Linked DNA regions of Hordeum vulgare: regions 2 and 3 are each linked to region 1. The links are chromatin contacts, called in public Hi-C maps. All regions are on one chromosome and are shown on one strand. The core of a region is the stretch at or near the end of the contact, and the rest is flanking DNA. Distances in the headings are between cores, read along the strand shown. Region 1 holds the start of LOC123443166 (gibberellin 2-beta-dioxygenase 3-like). Region 2 holds the start of LOC123443167 (flocculation protein FLO11-like). Region 3 holds the start of LOC123443168 (polyadenylate-binding protein-interacting protein 11-like).

The links. Hi-C and Micro-C count contacts between places; a contact is called where the count stands out from the background.
Region 2: a Hi-C map of leaf shows a contact between it and region 1, with 5 times the contacts expected there. The contact joins the promoter of LOC123443167 here to the promoter of LOC123443166 in region 1. A contact is called at or near these places in 1 of 6 Hi-C or Micro-C datasets (leaf) and 1 of 1 datasets of contacts at active chromatin or transcription factors (embryo).
Region 3: a contact with region 1 is called in a Hi-C map of leaf, with 2.2 times the contacts expected there. The contact joins the promoter of LOC123443168 here to the promoter of LOC123443166 in region 1. A contact is called at or near these places in 2 of 6 Hi-C or Micro-C datasets (leaf and seedling).

Annotation. Positions count from the first base shown.
Region 1 is chr3H:113,690,946-113,693,645 of MorexV3_pseudomolecules_assembly, forward strand. It overlaps LOC123443166 (gibberellin 2-beta-dioxygenase 3-like), which reads left to right and starts at 1,422. Exons shown (of 3, transcript XM_045119457.1): 1 at 1,422-1,973. The coding sequence starts at 1,528.
Region 2 is chr3H:114,077,845-114,080,544 of MorexV3_pseudomolecules_assembly, forward strand. LOC123443167 (flocculation protein FLO11-like) reads left to right here and starts at 1,255. Exons shown (of 11, transcript XM_045119458.1): 1 at 1,255-1,416; 2 at 2,433-2,563. The coding sequence starts at 2,471.
Region 3 is chr3H:114,143,441-114,146,140 of MorexV3_pseudomolecules_assembly, forward strand. LOC123443168 (polyadenylate-binding protein-interacting protein 11-like) reads left to right here and starts at 1,330. Exons shown (of 10, transcript XM_045119460.1): 1 at 1,330-1,871. The coding sequence starts at 1,584.

The DNA.
Region 1 (2,700 bases), core at 172-2,671:
TATTTGATTTTTTAATCAAATTTTCTTGAAAATCACCTCAACTAGCCGGGGTGTGATCTAAACACTCTTATCGTCAGTGCGTTGAAAAATGGCATTAGTTTACGGAGCTAAGATTGGCATATAAAAGGAGAATTTTTTGTCAACTATTTTTATACGGCATATAAAGGAGATTTTATCGGGCCAATGATAAGTGTATGTCTTTGATCACATTTTTCACATTTTTATACTCACTCCGTCCAAGATTATTTGTCGTAAAAATGAATAAAATTGAATGTATCTAGAACTAAAATACATCGAGATACGTTCATTTATATGACAAGTATTTTCAAACGGAGAGAGTATTAGTTTACGGAGTGAAGCTCCACTGACAGTCTCAAAATATGGACTGTAGGATTTAAAAGAACTATTGGATTAACCTGTACAGATCCCAATCTTGGGTAGGGATTAGCAAACGGCAACAACCAATTCGACGAAATAGGAGATACATTAAAGTTGGTGCAGGAACTATTGGAATTATTGGTGGACGCCTTGCCATTCGCACTAAAAGGTTGGTCGGCTTAGAAAGCAAAGGCAACTGGCATGATCATCCTCTAATCACTTGTCAGAAATACTTGTGATCAAAGACGTCAAGGCCCACCTAGAACGTGAGATTATTCTTAGGTTTTGCAAGTGATAAATATAGGCATACAGCACGCATTATCTATCTGTGCGTCTATCTCTTGCACCTGGCGAGGATTTTTGGCATGGACAGCTCAGCCGAGCTCCCCGATTCATACAATCCGTTTCTGTTTTCGAACAAGGAAAGATCCGGACGTATTCACCCTCAAAGGAAGTGATACATTGCACCACCACGCCACGGCAATTCACGAAAATTATTGGTCCGTGTACTCATAAGTATCTTGCACTGCTGGCTATACAAGAGCATTTCCCCAATATTGGCAAAAAGACTCGTGTACGTCGTCCACATGGAGGTAACTTGTAAGCAATATTGGCAAAAGGCCTTTGATTGTCAAAAGAAATGACCATGGTTGAAAATGACCCCGATCTTTCGGCCATCGTTCTGAGGGCTCTGACGGAGCTACGTTTTCTGGAAGTGTAACTGTGGTGGACTTTCAAGATTTTTTTTGTGTGTCACCGGCAAGGAATTCTGAACCGTAAAACGAAACAACTGTAACATGTGAGCTATGTAAGCCGCCATCATCACTGACGTAGATCACACACATTCCGCCTACGTACAGCACAGACGTACTTTTTTTTTTTTCTGTACACGTACAGAAGAACTCATAACGGTGGTGCCAAGCACCGATCCATGCCATTGGTGCTCGATCCAACGGCCTGGATCAATCGCATACAGCGTCACCGGCTGAATGTTAGGCTGTACCCCTGTGTGGTGCGCCTATATATAGAGGACGGAGAGCACGGCTACTCGAAAAGTAAAACCTCTCGTGCACTGCATACTCGATCATCAAACCTTGTTGCCCTGCTTTCTCCTCTGTTTCCTCGAGGCCAAGGAAGAAGAAGCCGACGATGGTGGTCCTTGCCAAGGGCGAGCTGGAGCAGATAGCCCTGCCGGCGGCGCAGCCGCCGCTGGCCCACGTGCGGGCGATCGACCTGTCCGCCGCCCCGGGGCCCGGCCGCGACGCCGCGGCGCGCGCGCTGGTGTCCGCGTGCGAGGAGCAGGGCTTCTTCAAGGTGACCGGCCACGGGGTGCCGCTGGAGCTCGTGCGCGCCGTGGAGGCGGCCGCGGCGGAGTTCTTCGCGCTGCCGCAGGCCGAGAAGGAGGCCGCCGCCGGCCGGCCGCTCGGGTACGGCAGCAAGCGGATCGGCGTCTCCGGCGACCTCGGGTGGATCGAGTACCTCCTGCTGGGCGTCACCCCCGCCGGCGCGCTGCCCGCCGCCTCCTTCGCGTCCTGGACATTGCCGTGCGCGGGCGCCGCCGTGGCGTCGTCGTCCGAGCACCCCTGCCCCTTACGGTGAGTTCGTCCGTTCGTTCGCTCGTTCGCCACCCATGCACGCTGGACATTTTCAGTTTACATTCGCCATCCGCGTTTGCACCGGCACCCGCTCCCTCCGCTGACAAACACATGCACATGCACACATGCCACGCCACGTTTTTTTCCCCCGCCCTCTCATGAAGTCATGATCTGCTCAGCTCAGAATGCTAGCCCGAACAGTCCAATCACTGTCAGTTGTTGGAGAGCACTACCTGAACTGAACTCCTAAAGTGTAGCAAAGGTGAATCTTAGCTAGCAACACCGGTCAATTTAGCTAGGTCTCCAAAGAAACGTCAATGAGCTTAACACGATGCTCTCTCTATGTATATTTTCGAACAATAGTTTCAGAGTTCCTGAAAAGCAAATTTGAAAATACAAGAAGGAGAATTTCCGCGGATAAGATTGGCCTTTCGTGGCCGCGTGGAGCTTCACTATTTATCGCGGCCGACGTACGGAGCCGGCGAATCTTTAACGTTTGACTCACGTGCGGCGGCGACGTAACGATCCGCCCGTTCCTTTCGATCACTCTCTACTTGCCGTGCTGCCCCGTTCATACGTGTCGGCGTCGCCGTGCACCCGTGTCGACGCGCCGCCCGTCCAACTATGTACGCACGCACGCTGCCTTTTCTGCCGCTCCGGTGACGTGCTGCCGTTTACACTCCACACCGCCGCGCCCCCATCTCTATCCGCATTCCATCTCTTTTGA
Region 2 (2,700 bases), core at 5-2,504, 390 kb after region 1:
CTACCGTCACAACGGATGACGTTAGAAAAAAAATCTGATTTTTTTTTTTCATTTAAGGGTGAGATCCGATAGAACTTTTTAAAAAGATCAAAATGATGTAACGCGCGTTCATTCTGTTTTTGTGCCGACGCAAATCCGAATTAAATATGGACCTAACATAAATCGCGAGTGGAGAAAAAACGAACGAGTGTCCGTTTTCAGTGACACGTTGGACCGATGCTTTTGTCCGTTTCGATCCAAACGGCACCATGGAGTTGCTCTTCCGCCCATACTCGAACCGGAAAACGCAGTGCTGTAGAATCAATCAAACATTCAAACCACACAAGAACAGGAGCAGCCACAGGTGGCTCATCCCACATCCCACAAGCGCATGCAGCTGGAAGAGCCCGGTGAATCTCGCATGCGGTCCCGTGCTCCCTGCAACCAAAGCACTCCAGTTTCTCTGCCCCCCCCCCCCCCTGCAGACCGGCCCCCACGTGGACCCAGTCCCCCGGTCCCAGCTAGCGAGCGGGCCCACATCCAAGGGGGGGGGTATTTGGTACTATCACGGGTCGCACCACGAACTCGTCTTCCCGATAGTCACTTTCCCCACCCACCACGCTTCGCAGATCTCCCAGCCATCAATTCTCAAAACAAACAAAAAAGAAAGAATCCCACAGCCTTCAATGAAGCGGCCAATGATCCCAGAAATCCTGGGCCTACCCTTTTCCCCCGCCGCCTCCCCGACGGGTGGGCCACACACATCCTCGCGCAGGCTTTTCCAGAGTGGTATACGACCAAGCGCCGGTGCGGAAAGTTGCTCCTCGCCCGGCGGATATACGAGCGCCCCCCGGAAAGACGACAAAGCCACCCCTGCGAGGGTGCGGCCACGCGTGCGTACCAATCGGGGCTCGCAGGCTGACAGGTGGGCCCGTCCATGTGGGGCGATGGCGTGCTGGGAATGGGCATCGTCCAAGCGTTGGTACGGCCGCGTCAGGGTCAGGGATTGAGGGAGCAAGAAAGCCCTGGCGTGCCACGTCAGCCACGTTGGACGTGGCGAGGCCCGTCCGAGCGACGGTGACTGGCCCCTGCGTATGGGGCGGCCCCACGTGTCGGCCTGACGCGTCGCGGCGCGTATCCTTCGCCGCGGGTAGGTCTACGTTCGTTCACTAATTAAGGACTCTGCTGCTATCTGGACGGGGGAGAGAAAAAAATAAGACTCGGTCCCCTTCCAGACCTGCCGAGTAGCGCCCCGCACCCCAACCCAACCCCACCCCACCCCCTTTCCCACAGAGAAAAAAACAAGCCAAAGCTCTTCGTCTTTCAGGCGCAGCAGAGAGGGGAGCAGAGGGAGGAGGAGAAGGTACAGAGCAGCAGACGACGCAGGTGGGAAGGGCCTGCGACCGAGGCGGCCCCGCGTCTCCGATCACCCCCGCCGTGAGTGCTCCAACCGCTCCCCATCTCCGATCGCGCCCCCCGCTCGATGCTTCAGTTCGTCCAGGTCCAGCTAGGGCTTGGGGCCAGTCGCAATGCGGGGGTTTTCGGCGCGGGGTTTCCGGGCTGTATTTCTGCCTGTCTGGTCGCTTCCGAGCGCCGGGGGTTAGTGTTTCGAAGCGCGCCCGATGGGGAATTTCCTAGGGCTTTGGGTTTGGGGAGGGTTTTCGTCCGAATGTTGCGGGATTTTTCGGCGATTTTGTTCAGGTTGACTGGTAGGAGCGGTGGATTGTAGCGGTGGCGGCGGGTTTCCGATCGCGACGAAATGTGGCATGTTTTCATCGGCGGTTTTTGGGCGGTTGCGTGACCATTTGGGGGTACTGTCGGGGCTCGCCTCTGGTCGAAAAACTGCTGCCGGTTTACCTGCTTTCAAGTTAATCCTACATGGATTTGCTGTACCCGCAGTTTGATTTCTCCCAGAATTTTTTCTTCAACCTTCTGCAGTTTTAGCCTTCTGGTGTTGGGGTTTTAGGGGTATGATCAATGATGAGTCCGTGCAATCCCCTTTGACCCTAGGGTTTTCGTACGGAATGATAGCGACTTTTGCTTAATCTCATAATTAGATGGGTCCCTCCTTTAATTTTCGAACCTGCATTGTGTGTGTGGTTAAGAGGCTATTAGACTCTAGAAATCTGGTTCAGGTGTGATTTCTCTGCATGCACCTTGAGGAGTGTATGATTTGCATTTGGACCCCCAATTTGTTGTGATTAGATTAGCTTGTTGATGTGATTGTCAGGAGGCTTCTCCGTAATGCGGCAGTCAGGAAATCTGTTGAGCCGTAGAGGGAATGTGAAGTAATTTGCAGACTCTTGGTTGAATTCTCATTGCCAACACATGCGGTGCATGCTTGGTTTCAAGATGCATGATGATTATGTAGCTTGATTCACTTCTGGTGCATATTACAATATTTTTGGATATTCTTAGTTTAATTGATAATGGAGTTATTTTCCCTATTTCAGTTCTCCTATTGCCTAAGTAAGTACTGGCTTGAGCTACTATGAGTACCCAAGCTAAAGACAAATGCCCACTTTGCATGGAGACCATGGATTTGACAGATAAACAGCTGAAACCTTGTAAATGTGGATATGAGGTAAAAAAATCATTACATGGGAATCATGTTGCACTGTTTGATTTCATCTGATTCTAGTGTACTGCTCATATCTCATGGTCTCATGCTACACTATCTAGGCCTGTGAAATGTCTTGAAACCTCGAAATACATCAGTCT
Region 3 (2,700 bases), core at 80-2,579, 450 kb after region 1:
TAATTAGCACGACATGCAGTGGTGAGTTCATTGCATGCAATGGTATTAATTAGCAAAATCACATTAAATTTTTTGTTTTCCTCTACATCTTGATCACGGTGCACAATCTAAGACGGCCTATACACCGAGACGGAGGGAGTACCTTCCTTTTGGATACATGCAAACTAAAGTGATGAAGACAATCAATTAATATATAGATGTCCTGCATTAGCTCAATCAAAGCTAACTGAGACAAGTATGCGATGTGTCTAAATACAATGCAAATAACCGAACGCATCTTTGGTGAATATGTAGACAGAGTGTATTTTGTTCGTGAAATATATATCTGTTAAACGTGCACAGCAAGTAACAGTAATTGTCAACATTGAAGACCGAGTATATTTAGAAGCGAAGACCCGTGGAGATATCAGTTAGAGGGTGCTTGGATACGTTTTAGTCCCATGATTAAAAGTAATGAGACTGAAACTTGCTAGTCCCACCCATGCTTGGATCCAAATACTAAAGAGACTAAAATCAAGTTAATAAGCATTTATTATCCTTCAAACCCTCCAATCGAGAACTTGCTGAAGAGTTCAATGAGGAGAGAGATGACTAATGCACATTTTAGTACGGGTACCCGTGACTAAAATATTTTAGCCTCAAGACTTGTTTTAGCCTCTATTTAGTCAGGGGTGCTTGAAACTTTAGCCTCTTAAAGAGACTAGTTTTAGTCAGACTAGTTTTAGGTGGTGTTTCTTTACAAGGACTTTTTGCTCTAGGGACTAAAAAAATTCCCTTTTAGTCCCATGTGAAAGAAACAGGAGGAACTTTTAGGGACTAAAAGGGGGTGTTTGGGACTAAAGGAAGAAGTCCCTATGAGAGGGACTTTTTTGACACATTTTCCAACAATGTCCCTACTTTTAGCATGTCATTTAATAACTTCTAGCACATTATTAGGGGTAACATGGTCTTTTTGCATGTCATTTAATGACTTTTAGTCTCTGTTTAGTCCCTGAAAAGAAACGGGTAGGGACTAGGGACTTTTTAGTTAGGACTAAAAAAGTCCTAGGACTTTTTAAAAAAACAGGACCTTAGTCCCTTGGATCCAAGCACCCTCTTACTCACTGTACAATCCAAATGTACCGTCTAATTAATCACATTAAACAATAGTAGTACTACTTAATTACCTCTGTAATTTCCCCTCCAGTTTTTTTTTACCTCTGTAATTACGCGACGTCCGCATTACACCAGCGCATAGACTACGTCCACGCGGAAAACCAGCCCCGCTTCGTCGCGCCCGTCCTTTTCGCCTCGGTTCCGGGCATATATTTTCCACACCGCAAATGGCCAAAAACCCCGTAAAAGCAAAACCCACCCGCGACTAATCGACGCCATTAGCGAGAGCACGAGCGCGGCACATCGCATCGCATCGCACGCGAACCTTCCCCCCTCCTCCTCCCCTCCCGCACTCCAGTCCTGAGCCTGCACCCGCCTCTGTAGAATCCCATTCCCACCAACCAATCCGCCCCGCGATTTGATCAGGGCCGGTGCCCGCTGCTCGTCGGCGTGTGGCGTGTGCGTCGACTGTCGAGGCGGCCGCGCGGATGGCAGCGGTGGCGGAGGGCTCGCCCGCGGCCGCGCAGGCGGCTTCCGCGGCAGCGGCGGCGGCAGCCGCGGCCAAGGAGGCGGAGTACCACAAGGACGTGCAGAAGCTGGTGGACCTGCTGTCCAAGCTGAATCCGGCCGCCAAGGAGTTCGTCCCGTCCTCCGCGGCCGCGACGCCCAGGAAGGGGCTGTCGGCGGACGCGCCCGTGTTCTACTACGGCTCGATCGGAGGCCGCAACGGGGGGATCGGCGCCGACGCCGGGTACATTGGGTACCAGCAGCGCATGGTAAAATTCCGCACCAGCCTCTTTACCGGCATCAATCATTCAGGGGCTGGACTTAATTGGGTTGGAAGGCTCGGATCGTTGCGGGTGGTCTTCCGTTGTGATGGGATTTGATTAGCTTTTTGCGTTAGTTGATACGTTAGGATTGGATACGTTATCTTTTCCCCTCATTTGTGTTGGGTGGCGTTACCGGGGGTTGGTGGTTTGCGTGGGGTGGTTGTTGGCCTTCTTTAGTGAAAGCCTTGCCCTGTTCTTCTTTCCGAGGTTCCCTTGGTTATAGTGAGGTGTCGCTTCAGAGTCACGACTAGTGCACTATCTATCTGTGAGATGTGTTTTCTATGCTGCTTAGATCGTCGGTGTGTTTGATTAATATTCTGGGTTTTAGAGTACTATCGATTCGGTTTGTTTTGGGTAAAACATCTCAGTTCATGTGAGTTGTAAAGCTATGCTGTGCTAGTGTTCTGTATTTTGTAGATGATGATTACACGATTCTACAGTGGCAGGATCTCATTCTAGAAAGTTATTCTCCTATCTAAACAAGTAAGCGTATCATTTTACTTAAAAATTCAGATAGATGTAAAAATCCAAATATTAAACATATCATATCTGTAACTGTCATCTAATCTACTCGTACACCTTCCTATAATTAGGTAGTCTCTGAATCTAGCAATTCAGTCCAGAGAAAACATAATTTGGAATGAGGATTTCTTTTCAGTTTGGTAGAGCCATTCATTTTTAGATATCGAAACTTGAGACTAGACTTTTCCGTAATTTTGATTTAGATGTCTGTTGTTTAATAATAGTATGATTCTTCTCCAGTCCAGCTGCTTGT